Regions from separate parts of the Bos taurus genome. Here region 2 is linked to region 1. The links are chromatin contacts, called in public Hi-C maps. All regions are on one chromosome and are shown on one strand. The core of a region is the stretch at or near the end of the contact, and the rest is flanking DNA. Distances in the headings are between cores, read along the strand shown. Region 1 has its middle 140 kb from the start of ASCL1. Region 2 overlaps C5H12orf42 (chromosome 5 C12orf42 homolog).

What was found. A called contact is a pair of places that touch in the nucleus more often than the background predicts.
Region 2: a contact with region 1 is called in a Hi-C map of liver, with 2.3 times the contacts expected there. The contact joins two enhancer-like sites. A contact is called at or near these places in 2 of 11 Hi-C or Micro-C datasets (liver and skeletal muscle).

The regions. Positions count from the first base shown.
Region 1 is chr5:66,865,947-66,873,009 of ARS-UCD2.0, reverse strand. No RefSeq gene overlaps it. Among named protein-coding and RNA genes, the nearest start is that of ASCL1, 140 kb to the right of the region's middle. Within about 2 kb of position 3,164, at least 1 of the 102 cell types and tissues checked has an H3K27ac peak or open chromatin away from gene starts, as enhancers often do. A contact at or near this core is called in liver, where this site is marked.
Region 2 is chr5:66,917,293-66,924,355 of ARS-UCD2.0, reverse strand. The region is part of intron 20 of C5H12orf42 (chromosome 5 C12orf42 homolog); the gene reads left to right. Among named protein-coding and RNA genes, the nearest start is that of ASCL1, 190 kb to the right of the region's middle. Within about 2 kb of position 3,100, at least 1 of the 102 cell types and tissues checked has an H3K27ac peak or open chromatin away from gene starts, as enhancers often do. A contact at or near this core is called in liver, where this site is marked.

The DNA of each region.
Region 1 (7,063 bases), core at 1,915-4,414:
TTGAACAGCTAGTAAATTGAGGAGATGGAATTAAGATCCAGACTGTTAGAACGCAATGCCCTTATGCACTCAACCATAACTACACTGCTGCCCTCAGTGCCAGTGGCAACACAGGAGTCCAGCAGGTTGCATCCACGTCAGCTTATCTTTTGTAAAAATGTGTTTTATTGAAATGTAGTTAATTTACAATGTTGTGTTAGTTTCTGTTGCATAACAAATTAATTCAATTATATATATATATGTATATATATACACACACACATTATTTTCCATATTCTTTTCCAGTATAGTTTATCACAGCATATTGAATATAGTTCCTTGTGATATATAGTAAGACCTTGTTGTTTATCCATTCTACATATGATAGTTTGTGTCAGCAGCTGCTGCTGCTAAGTCACATCAGTCGTGTCCGACTCTGTGCAACCCCATAGATGGCGGCCTACCAGGCTCCCCTCCCTGGGATTCTCCAGGCAAGCATACTGGAGTGGGTTGCCATTTCCTTCTCCAGTGCATGAAAGTGGAAAGTGAAAGTGAGGTTGCTCAGTCATGTCCAATTCTTCATGACCCCATGGACTGTAGCGTACCAGGCTCCTCCATCCATGGGATTTCCCAGGCAAGAGTACTGCAGTGCGTTGCCATTGCCTTCTCCAAGTTTGTGTCTACTAATCCCAAATTCCCAATCCATTCCTCCTTACTCTCTCCTTGGCAACCACAAGTCTGTTCTCTGTATCTGTGAGTCTCTTTCTGTTTCATAGACCAGTTCGTTTGTGTCACATTTTAGATTTCAATTATAAGTGCTATCATATGTATTTGTCTTTATCATGTCAGTGAATCTTAATTATCAAAATAGTACACTTTTGAGAATGAAAGAAGGAACTATTAATAATTATCCTCAGGATAGCAGATATAAGCTGAGACTTTTATAAACAATTTCAGGGCTGTATCTTCAGGAATGTGTACAACAGAAATGTAAAGTATTAGATACATTGGTTTCCTGAAATTCATAACTTACAAAATCTAGTGTTCTGCCTTTATAAGGCATAGCTTATGAAATCTGGTTTTCTTATAGTTCTAGGTACTTGAAGGCATCTAATGCTTAGGGAGACAAGTAAATTACAAAGTATACAAAAGGTCCACATATTATCTAGGACCAATTTTAATTGTTATTGGCACTCATGCCATCGAGTTAACCTATCATTAACTATAATGAGCTACAGGGCATTATGTTCTCTTTATACTCACACCTCTCAATAGACAGTTTCATTCACTTATTCATTCATTCTTCACAATATTTATTAATCACTAAATGCCCTTTCTGTGTGTATAGCTGCTGGAGATAAACAAGATAAATAAGTCATGGTACCTGGCCTCCTGGCTTTTGTAGTTAAAGTGAGGGAGACAGACATGTACTATGTACATGGTAACTACACTGGCATGATGTCCCCAGGCAAGAACTCCCTCTAAGCCTTTGGAGTTCTGAAAACACTAGCTATTTACCATCATAGACTTATGCCCCAAATTCAACATTTTAGAACACCAAAGTTTTATAACAATGTATAAATAAATATACAGACATTGGGGTAAAAAAATATAAGCAAATGATCAATATAATAAGGAATAAGTAACCTGTAGATGGATGGCAGCCATCATTTAAATCCTGAAATACATATTAAGCAAAATTAAGTGCAAAGAGTTATTCCGGGCCAGTAACCACTCAATTGAAAGAGTATTTCAGTTCAGTTCAGTTCAGTTTAGTTCAGTCGCTCAGTCATGTCCGACTCTTTGCGACCCCATGAACTGAAGCACACCAGGCCTCCCTGTCCATCACCAACTCCCGGAGTTCACTCAAACTCATGTCCATCGAGTCAGTGATGCCATCCAGCCATCTCATCCTCTGTTGTCCCCTTCTCCTCCTACCCCCAATTCCTCCCAGCATCAGAGTCTTTTCCAATGAGTCAACTCTTCTCATGAGGTGGCCAAAGTACTGGAGTTTCAGCTTTAGTATCATTCCTTCCAAAGAACACCCAGGACTGATCTTCTTTAGAATGGATTGGTTGGATCTCCTTGCAGTCCAAGGGACTCTCAAAGAGTCTTCTCCAACATCACAGTTCAAAGCATCAGTTCTTCAGTGCTCAGCTTTCTTCACAGTCCAACTCTCACATCCATACATGACCACTGGAAAAACCATTGCCTTGACTAGATGGACTTTTGTTGGCAAAGTAATGTCTCTGTTTTTGAATATGCTATCTAGGTTGGTCATAACTTTCCTTCCAAGGAGTAAGCGTCTTTTAATTTCATGGCTGCAATCACCATCTGCAGAAGGGTTTGTAATTCTCATGACAATATTTTAGTGTAAACACTAAAATAGTTGGAGATTGAATGGCATTTTGAAAACAAGATGGAACTCTGCTGCTGCTGCTGCTAAGTCGCTTCAGTCATGTCCGACTCTGTGCAACCCCATAGACGGCAGCCCACCAGGCTCCCCTGTCCCTGGGATTCTCCAGGCAAGAACACTGGAGTGGGTTGCCATTTCCTTCTCCAATGCATGAAAGTGAAAAGTTAAAGTGAAATCGCTCAGTCGTGTCTGACTCCTAGTGACCCCATGGACTGCAGCCTACCAGGGTCCTCCATCCATGGGATTTTCCAGGCAAGAGTACTGGAGTGGGGTGCCACTGCCTTCTCCGAAGATGGAGCTCAGAGTTAGGCAAATCTGGATTTGAATCCAGTTCCTAAGTTACTTAAACTCTCTGAACCTCACTATTCTAATCTGTGCAGTGAGGATAAAAACATCTTGCAGTGAGGATAAAAAACATCTAATAGGAATGTAAAGAACCTACTGAGGAACTCAGTGAGGGAGGGGACTGGTTTCGTCACGTGTACTATTGAATTCCCAGCATGTTAGCCAGCAGCTCCACACAGCGAAATCTTGCAAGTTAACGAGAGAACATTGCTGGCAAAGGATGAATGCTCAATGTCTCATGACTATTTTTATTAATAATGCTTGCTGGTATTAGGGGTCAGGGCCAAGGCTGGGGCAGGCAGGTCACCATGCCCACAGTCTGACGGCACAGCTAGGCTTTCTGGAGGGTCAGTATGACATATGGACTATAGCAGGCACCTTATCACCCCAAATTTAAATGTCCTCAGGAGGTGAAGGACAGCTTTATCAACACCCCATTTTGGCAGTAAAAATCTGCTCTGTTTGACTCTCCTTATCAGCAGGGGCAGTGATATGTTCACATATTGATCCACTGTTTCACAAATGTTCTTTTAGAACCCAAATTCCAAGTCCAGAGCATCCCATGACTGAAGTCCTGTTCGTGTTGCTACCTATGTGGATAGCTAGACAAAAAAGCAATTGTTTCTATAAAACCTGTCCTGATTTTCACAATTTCCACAAGTGAATTCAGTCATATTTACCAAGAGGACTCAAATGCTATGGGTAGAACTGGGGAGGAGGCCCTTATTTGTTCCCAAAAGCAAGTATGGGTCTTTGAACTAAATTTGGAGATAAACGTATTTTTTCAGTGAGCACTAAAGCATGTGCCCACTACTACATTAAGTTTTTTATGTTATCTAAACATCTTATTATCTCATTAAACTATCCATATAATTCTGGGAGGTGAGTAATATGATTCTATCTTTACAGATGGGTACCAAGACCAGAATCAGCTGTGAATAAATTACAAACTTCTTCACATGCTCTAAATAAAAATAACATCTACACTGATTTTACTTTGTCACCCATACAACTGTCTAAGAAGCTCTTTTGCCTTTATGAGATAAAGGTAATAAACTTCCAGTAAATAGAGGCTTTACTAAGCTGTACTTTGGGCTGAAGAACTGATGCTTTTGAACTGTGGTGTTGGAGAAGACTCTTGAGAGTCCTTTGGACTGTAAGGAGATCAAACCAGTCAATCCTAAAGAAAATCAATCCTGAATATTCACTGGAAGGACTGATGTTGAAGTTGAAACTCCAGTACTTTGGCCACCTGATACAAAGAGCTGAGTCATTAGAAGAGACCCTAATGCTGGGAAAAATTGAAGGCAGGGAAAGAAGGGGATGACAGAGGATGAAATGGTTGGATGGCATCACTGATTCAATGGGCATAAGTTTGAGGAAGCTCTGCAAGATGGTGAAGGACAGGGAAGCCTGACGTGCTGCAGTCTACGGGGTAGCAAAGAGTCGGACACGACTGAGCGACTGAACAACAACACCACCATCTTTGGGTGGGAGAGGGCCAGATACTCGTAATATCACATTGGAACCCTGATTAGGATACCGAAAGATCTCCAGATTATTTTATAGTCATAATCAAAAAATGATCCAATGACTATTGAGAAATCTAGCAGATTTTACAACTTGTGTTATTCTGAGAGCATTTGGCAGTAGGACCTCTTCATAACAAAGAAGAAAGTAAGAGTGTGAGAGATTAGAAAGTGTTAATTTAGATGTTAATATAAAGATTTCATTCCTTTTTGTGAGGTAATATGTGACCGATCAGAACCAAATGCCATTTCCACAGCGTGTTTTTAGTTCTTAGAATTTATCGGTGAGACTGAAGTTCAGGGTACAATTTGTTATCAACAAGGACCAGGTCCATTGGGTTACGATTATGCCAGGATGCACTCATTAAATGTTTTGGGGTTCCGTTTTTGCATGGTTTGCAAGTTTTCTTGCTTACCCTGGTAAACACAGAGTCATTTCCACAAACCCTGTATCTGATTGATAAATGGCCTGAGCAACTTGCCACAGGAGTGGACATCTCTGCTTTGGGATTCATAGAAACAGTCAAGGATACATTTTTAAGTGAGGTCCAAGCTTTCTGTCCTCAACAACTTTGATTCTGATTGTCCTGGATTCATAATATCAATATCATGCTTTGTAGTTGATAACATATCTTTATACCCAAGTCTCTTTGCTTTTTCCATTCAGGGAGGCAAATACACAAAGAAACTGGGGGTCAAAGAAGGTAGCAAGTCCCCTGACTTGCCCAAGGGATATAAGTAGAAAGTGAGAGTTCAGATACTTGAGAGTTACATGGAGAATTTGATCACTGGGCCCCAACTCCAGAATGTGTGACTCTGCAGGTCTGAGTGGGGCCTGAGAACTGGCAGTTCTCACAAATTCCCAGGTGTTGCTGATGCCACTACCGCTCCAAAGATCCCCACTCTGAGAACGACCAGATTAAAATCCAGCTCTTCTGATTCCTAAGCCTGGTCTCCTCTCTACACACTTTCCTACAAATGGCTTTCTCCTCCAGCCATTTAAAGTTCATCTTTCTCTAAAGTATAAAATGCAAAATTTTATTTGAACAATTCAAACCATTACAATTGAATATCTTCCACCTTATTTGAATGTTTTAACAAAAACAGAAAACATTTTTGTTCTACAGGTAGAACAATCACTAATCATGGTTTTAAAGACCAAAGAAAAAGAAAAGAAAATGTGAACTGTTGAACGTATTGTAGTATTCATATAAATGGCTCTACTGAAATGAGACATTTAATAGATAAAGCAAAGGCATAGTTTGGTTGGAATTGGTATTTTCTGGCCCCAAACTGTGTGTAAGCATTCACAAAATGAGACGTGTTTGAAAGATTCTTTAGCACCTAGGAAAAACATATTCGTTTCATTTGAAAAGCAATAGTCTATTCCAAATTTTCAATGTGAAACTTCAACTCAACTTTAAACCAAGGTCGTTCAAGCCAAACACTATTGACATTTGGGCCAGATGTTACTTTGTTGGGGTGCAGGAGGGAGGAAGGCCGGTCTGTGCATTGTGGGATGTTTAGCAACATCACGGACTTCTACCCACTAGATTCCAGGAGTACCTCCTTATGTTGTGACAACCAAAATGGCTCTAGACATGACCAAATATTCTGAACCAAGACTTTATGAGGAGGGAACACAAATTGAGTTCCTGTTCCATTCTTCAGGCTGGGCAAAGTATTTCCATGTAAGATAATTGAGTTGTTTCATTTAATGTGATTTGAAAGATGCTGGGAATGATATCAACCCTAAAACATCTTTTCTTGAGTGCTGTTCCTGAAGTCTCACTAAATGTGTTTTTGGTGGGGAGCTTCTAAACACTGCTTGTCTGTTTCAATGAAATTCTTCAAAGGTGCAGGAACACTGGAAGTTATATCATAGTATCACTCATACTTCAAGATGACTTCAGTTTAGGGACACTGGATAACCAAAGAGAGGCAAGGACAAGAGAGTCCAAATTTTTTTTATAGCTTTGACCATGTTGATACTTATAAATGTGATTTTTCATTGGTTTCTCTGCTCTGTAGTATTTCGTGGTGTAGTATATTCATGTATCCTGGACATGTGTGCAAGATACTGATTCTAGCATCAAAACCCTGTACTGAACATTATCAGATATCTGACATCACTGGGCTTTTTATTTTTACAAACTGGAAGTGTTTATACTCTCTCCCTGTTGCTTTATTGAATTTTTCTGATTACTATTTTTCTGATTCTGGTGGTATTATTGGGGTTTTAATTCCTCTCTGTGAATTACTTATTCATAACCCCTTCTCATTGCAAGGACCTGGAGATGTGGAAGAGATTGTTTTACCAGTTACCTAATAATTAATGAAATTGTTTATATATTTTAAAATTGCCTTTAGCCCTTTAATATTAATTTTAAAAAATCTGTGGCTTATCCATTTGTTCATTGCGCTTATTTTTACAGAGACGTTTAATTTTTAATGTGGTGTCATTTGTAGTTTTCATTTGTGGCTTATGCTTTTGTATCTTATTTCTGATATCATTGTTTATCCAAATATTTAAAAGATTTTTTCTTCTAAATGTTAAAGTTCTGCATCTCACATCAAGAACTTTGACCTATCTAAGAATTGCTTTCTTGTGAAAGGTGAAGATTTAATTTGGCCTTTTTCCTATTATACAAGCCAAGCGTCCTGGAACCAAATAGTAAATGGTTCTTCCCCCACCCACCGCACTGATGTATAATGGCACCTCTCTCATACACTAGATTTATAACGCACACACACACATCTGCATGCACACACACACACACACACACACGGGCTT
Region 2 (7,063 bases), core at 1,851-4,350, 51 kb before region 1:
CTATTTCCCCTGGAATTATTTCAAAAGGACATATCTCCAAGTCAGCCTTCACAATGCTTGGAGGGTCATAAGATTCTCCAATTTGGAGGTCTTAAGACCAAATCCTGAAAGATGATGCTGTGAAAGTGCTGCACTCAGTATGTCAGCAAATTTGGAAAACTCAGCAGTGGCCACAGGACTGGAAAAGGTCCGTTTTTATTCCAATCCCAAAGAAAGGCAATGCCAAAGAATGCTCAAACTACCGCACAATTGCACTCATCTCACATGCTAGTAAAGTAATGCTCAGAATTCTCCAAGCCAGGCTTCAGCAGTACATGAACCGTGAACTTCCAGACGTTCAAGCTGGTTTTATTTATTTATTTTTTTAAAATTTTATTTTATTTTTAAACTTTACAAATTGTATTAGTTTTGCCAAATATCAAAATGAATCCGCCACAGGTATACATGTGTTCCCCATCCTGAACCCTCCTCCCTCCTCCCTCCCCATACCATCCCTCTGGGTCGTCCCAGTGCACTAGCCCCAAGCATCCAGTATTGTGCATCAAACCTGGACTGGCAAGCTGGTTTTAGAAAAGGCAGAGGAACCAGAGATCAAACTGCCAACATCTGTTGGATCATGGAAAAAGCAAGGAAGTTCCAGAAAAACATCTATTTCTACTTTATTGACTATGCCAAAGCCTTTGACTGTGTGGATCACAAGAAACTGTGGAAAATTCTGAAAGAGATGGGAATACCAGACCACCTGACCTGCCTCTTGAGAAACCTATATGCAGGTCAGGAAGCAACAGTTAGAACTGGACATGGAACAACAGACTGGTTCCAAATAGGAAAAGGAGTATGTCAAGGCTGTATATTGTCACCCTGCTTCTTTAACTTCTATGCAGAGTACATCATGAGAAATGCTGGGCTGGAAGAAGTACAAACTGGAATCAAGATTGCTGGGAGAAATATCAATAACCTCATATATGCAGATGACACCACCCTTATGGCAGAAAGTGAAGAGGAACTAAACAGCCTCTTGATGAAAGTGAAAGTGGGGAGTGAAAACGTTGGCTTAGAGTTCAATATTCAGAAAACGAAGATCATGGCATCTGGTCCCATTGCTTCATGGGAAATAGATGGGGAAACAGTGTCAGACTTTATTTTTTGGGGGTTCCAAAATCACTGCAGATGGTGATTGCAGCCATGAAATTCAAAGACGCTTACTCTTGGAAGGAAAGTTATGACCAACATAGATAGCATATTCAAAAGCAGAGACATTACTTTGCAAACAAAGATCCGTCTAGTCAAGGCTATGGTTTTTCCAGTGGTCATGTATGGATGTGAGTTGGACTGTGAAGAAAGCTGAGCGCCAAAGAATTGATGCTTTTGAACTGTGGTGTTGGAGAAGACTCTTGAGAGTCCCTTGGACTGCAAGGAGATCCAACCAGTACATTCTAAAGGAGATCAGTCCTGGGTGTTCTTTGAGGGAATGATGCTGAAGCTGAAACTCCAGTACTTTGGCCACCTCATGCGAAGAGTTGAGTCACTGGAAAAGATTCTGATGCTGGGAGGGATTGGGGGCAGGAGGAGAAGGAGATGACAAAGGATGGGGTGGCTGGATGGCATCACCGACTGGATGGACAAGAGTTTGGGTGAACTCTGGGAGTTGGTGATGGACAGGGAGGCCTGGCGTGCTGCAATTCATGGGGTTGCAAAGAGTCGGTCACGACTGAGCAACTGAACTGAACTGAACTGAAGATCCCTCTTCTCGTTTGGGATTCAGTGTAGGAAGTGGAGACAGTCTATGAGAGATGGAGAACTTCACAGAGAGCCTGTGAATGGGAATCTATCAATGGCAAGAGAGGGAAACCTGCCTCCCCTTGGTAGGGGATGGTCTTCATTACACCTGTTGAGTCTGAGACCCAGTGGAGTGGGACAGATAAAAACTGGCCAAGCACTCCCATGTGCCACATCATATCTCCCACGGGCCATCTAGTTCAGTCTTGCACATAGCCCTGCGAGGATTACCATGGCCATATTATTGCTGAGGAAACTAAAGTTAAGCAGGTTATCCCACGGTGTAACAGTTTAATGAGTGGTGGAGCCAGGATTCAAACACTTACAGTGTGTCCAGAACAAAATGAGGCAATCTGACTTTTAGCCACCGGGCTATGTTGACATAACTGGATATGCTGCCTCATCCAAGTCACAGTTTACTTGAGTCTAGGATTTTGCTCTCCCACAGAGGAGGAAATCCTCTGGGATTTCAAGACTAGTGGGGTAGGAGTCTAACTGCCTGGGGAGATGTGGGCTGGGGTTCAGCTAGGGTTTGGGGTGCTTGACCATCTAGTGCCTATGCAGCAAAGGAACTTATACTTAAATATGGAGAGTTGTGTTTGCAGTTGCCACGTGGCCTCTTCTTTGGAAAGTTACCCTCATACCTTGCAATGATAACCTCGAGCCCCACTACTGATTATTCTTTGCTTTATCTGGAGAAAAATTGTTTTTGAGAACAATTAGTTTATCCTACAGGGTGTGCATGCATGCTCAGTCACATCTGACTGTTTGCAACCCTATGGACTGTAACCCACCAGGCTCCTCTGTCCATGGGATTCTCCAGGCAAGAATAATGGAGAGGGTTGCCATGCCCTCCTTCAGGGCATCTTCTCGACCCAGGAATCAAACCTGCATCTCCTGCGTCTTCTTCACTGCAGGTGGATTCTTTACCACTGAGCCACAAGGGAAGCCTTTATCCTAAAGGGTAATCCCCTATAAACCTTTCCCACTGACTTATAGAAAATCTAGACATTTTTTATAGGAAAAGAAGGATGGGAATGGAGGACACTGGACAGTTCTACTCATAAGAATTCTGCACATTTCCCTATGGTTACAGGAATTATTCCATTCTACTTTGTTGTAGACCTTGGGAATTTTGTATATCAGGTTAGATTCTAGGAAGGACCCAAGGTTGCATTTTTATTTAATGCTCTCTGGCTACTTTCTCTCATGGAAGTAACTGTAATAAGTGAACCCCAGTGCCTGCTGTTATTCACCCTGGGCAAACTTTGGCATCTGATAACATGTCAAACCCCACGAGGTGGACATGCTGGCCAGCAGTGCCCTGTTGCTTCACCTCAGGTGGCCTCATCCCAGAGAAACTGGTTCGGATTAGCCAACCTGTCTGCTATGCAGGACAGGTGGGCTCCGAGTCTTTCAACCAGTTAGTCAGTTGATCAACAGTACTTCTTAAGCAAAACTGACCAAATAAGACATTCAAAGCATGTCTGAAAGCAAGGTTTATGCCTTCAGAAGATTGGGAGGCTCTGGTCAGGGAGAAGATGCACATGTGTGTGTCTGAGCACGCACACAGACACACACATGGTCCTAGTATACAATCGGAAGATGCCATGAACATAGCATGTGGACAAATGGGAAAGTTAAAAAGGAAAGTATGAACCTGGCCATGGAGGGAGATTGAAACAGTGTCTGTTGCAGAAGGCAGATGACTTGTTAAATAAAACCTTGAGGAGTGGGGAGAACCAAAGCAGGTTCAGCCTCCACTGACTTGTTTCAAGTAAAACCAGTGGTTCTGGGAGTAGTCTATAGATCCAGGCCAGTTCTGGGGTGGTGGTGAGGACGTTGAATCCCTAGCCCTTTAGTGACAAAACTAAAGCTTCTTAAAGGCAGGAAAAAAATCTGACTCACCAGGTTATCCTAAGCATCCTATTCTACATAGCATTTCTGGTATATGGCAGGCACCCAGTGGATTTTTGATGAAGGACTAAATTGATCCCTGCATCATCCTTAGCATCTGCCCAGGAACTCCTGTATGTACCACTGAAGCTCAAGTAGTAGCAGTGTGACTGATGGAGAAGAGTTAAGGTGAAATGTGAGACAAGAAAGAGAAGCTGCTCTATAAAGCAATCACATCAGCCTAATTTTGGTCTCTATGTACATTTTTTCTTAAAAGCCTAGTATAAGTAGCTTTATTTCCTTATCTTCTTATAAGCAGATGTAATATTCTTTCTTTTTTCTCCAGGAAGGTTTAAAGTCTTACACAGGGTTCCGCATGGTGATTAAAATACAATCTGTGTTTCCTGTTTGGAGCCTTGATGCAAGACTATTTTTTCTCATAACTTAGACAAAACTATATAAACCACCACCCCTCAACTCATGTCTCAGTATTTTATTTGCTGCATTTGATGAAAAAACTCAGCTTTAGAATATCTAGACCATGGATCCTCTTTTTATTTTTAGAAACCAAAAACTGAAATTGAAACATATGATCATGGTGGTCTGAGCTCTCTCTAAATAGGAGGAACATTGACTCAGGAAGACTAAGGTAGGAAGTCCATGGTGTCTGGATTTACTAGAAATGGAAATGGAGGCAAATGACTCCCGGGTCTCCAGATTCCATTGCTCATGGGCAGCAGGTAGACGGTTCATATGGCATATTTCAGAAAGCTGGCATTGTCCTAAGAAGCAGACACATGGACGGCATGATGTGGTGCAAAAAGGAACAGGTTTGGAAATGAAACAAACCTGAGTTTAAAAATAAGTGTGGCCTTGGTCAAATTCTTTTATGTCTCTGAGCCTCAGTTAGCTCATCTGCAAAAAGGAATAACAAAACTCATCTCACCAGATGTTGAGTAATTAGAGACAACACAAGCTACAATTGTGACATGTACTAGACATTCAAAAAATGGTAGCTTCTATTTTTGATTGACATCTTGTCACCAGAATGAAGAGACATTTTTCTTATTTCCTGATACCCTTTTTTGGAACAAAATACAGTGGAAATTAAAAAAGAACATAATCAAGCAAATTTTGGGGTACACATGGTACACTGATGGATACAAAAATTTTTAAAGGACACAAATTTGTAAAATGATGATTTCTAAATTTCCACACCACTTAGATGTATATTAATTTTTATGTAAATCACTTATTGACAAACAATTGAACAAATTACCTTTTAATTTTACTTTTATTGGAGTGTAATGTTAACACAGAAAAGTACACATAGGAGCAGAAGGCTCAGTACACTTTTACAATCAGAACCCACTTGTGTCATCAGCACCCACACTGAGAAAGAATATTCCAGCACCTCAGAAGCCTTGCTCCACTTCTTAGCCATATCTTGTCACCACCACCCCCAAATGTGACCACCATCCTGACCTATAACATTATATTGAGTTGGCTGAAAATTTTGTTTGGATTTTTCCATGACATCTTATGGAAAAACCTGAATGAACTTTCTGACCAACCCAATAGATTACAGAATAATATAATATTAATATATATTATAGAATAAAATATAAAATATTATAGAATAATAATAGAATAGAATCATACATCAGTTACATTTTGTGGCTGGATTGAAAAAATCACATTTTTTAATGTCAAAAGAAACTATGTGGACTAGTCATTGAAATGTTTGAGCTGATCTGGAAACAATGATTTTTCAGATTTGACCTGCCTGAAAGGCAATAAGCACTAGTCTAATGAACAGAGGTGCTGAGTTGCTTCAGTTATGTCCAACTCTTTGTGACCCCCATGGACTGTAGCCCACCAGACTCCTCTGTCCATGGGATTCTCCAGGCAAGAATACGGGAGTGGAATACTCCAGGCAAGATACCCTGCAGGAGATTTTTGCCTGTTTTGTACTTTTTACATAAATGAAATCTTGGAGCATGAGCTCGTATGTCTGGATTCTTTTATCGACATCATTTTTCTGAGATTTCTGAGATAAATGCTATTGGGAAAACTGGATATTCAGATGCAAAGTAATTAGACCTTAGTCTACACAAAAATTCACTCAGAAGGTATTAAAGACTTAATTGTAAGATCCAAAGCTGTGAAACTCCTAGAAAAAAAAAAAACATAGAGGAAAAGTTCCTTGATAGTGATCTGGGAATTGACTTTGGATGTGACGTCAAAAGCACAAACAATAAAAGCAAAAATAAATGAATGGGATTATGACATATCTCAGTCACCTCCAGGCTCTGTAACAAATGGCCATAGACTGGGTAGATTAAAAAACAAGAATTTATTGCTCACAGTTCTGAAAGCTGGGACATCTAAGATCAAGGGGCTGCAGTTCAAGTGTCTGATGAGGGCCTTCTTTCTGGTCGGTAGTCAGCCTTCTTCATGTTGCATTCTCACATGGTATAGACAGAAAGAGGGAGAGAGAGAGAGAGAGAGATTATCCCTCTTCTTATAAGGACACTGATACAGGCTTGTCTCATAGCTCAGTTGGTGAAGAATCTGCCTGCAATGCAGGAGACCCTAGTTCAATTCCCGGGTCAGAAAGATCCACTGGAGAAGGGATAGGCTACCCACTGCAGTATTCTGGCCTAGAGAATTCCACGGACAGAACTGTATAGATTATGGGGTCACAAAGAGTCGGACACGACTGAGCGACTTTCACTTTCACTTTTTCATTTCACAATTCATGAGGGCTCCACCTACGTGACCTAATTATCTCCCAAAGGCCCCAAGTTCTAATACCTTTACAGCAGTGGGGGATCAGGATTTCAGCATGTAAATCTGGGGAAACATAACATTTAATCCATAGCACTGCTGGAACTTATATTGAAACTGCAGTAGGTATATAGATTAATTTGTGGGGAGCTGATATGTTCACAACATTGAGCCAATTCATGAACATGATATGTCTCTCCATTTATTTAAATCTTTTTATTTCTCATATTTCATTAATATTTTCATAATTATTTCATTAATATTTTCATAATTATTTCATTAATATTTTTTAGCTTTTAGTATAAAAGTCTTACACATCTTTCTTTATATTTTGGTATTTATTATATTTGATTATTTTGGTGCTGTTGTAAGTTATAAGTTTTATTTTTTACATTTTGTTGATTACTAGACACAAAACAGTTTTTGTGTTGTATAAAAATAAAACTTTTGCTGTATATTGACCTTCCTTGTATCTAGCAACCTTGCTATATTTATTTGTCAGTTCTAAAAGTTTGTAGATTCTTTTGGATATTCTAAGTCCACCATTAGGTAATCTGTCAACAATGTCAATTTTATCCATTCCTTTTCAATCCTTTTC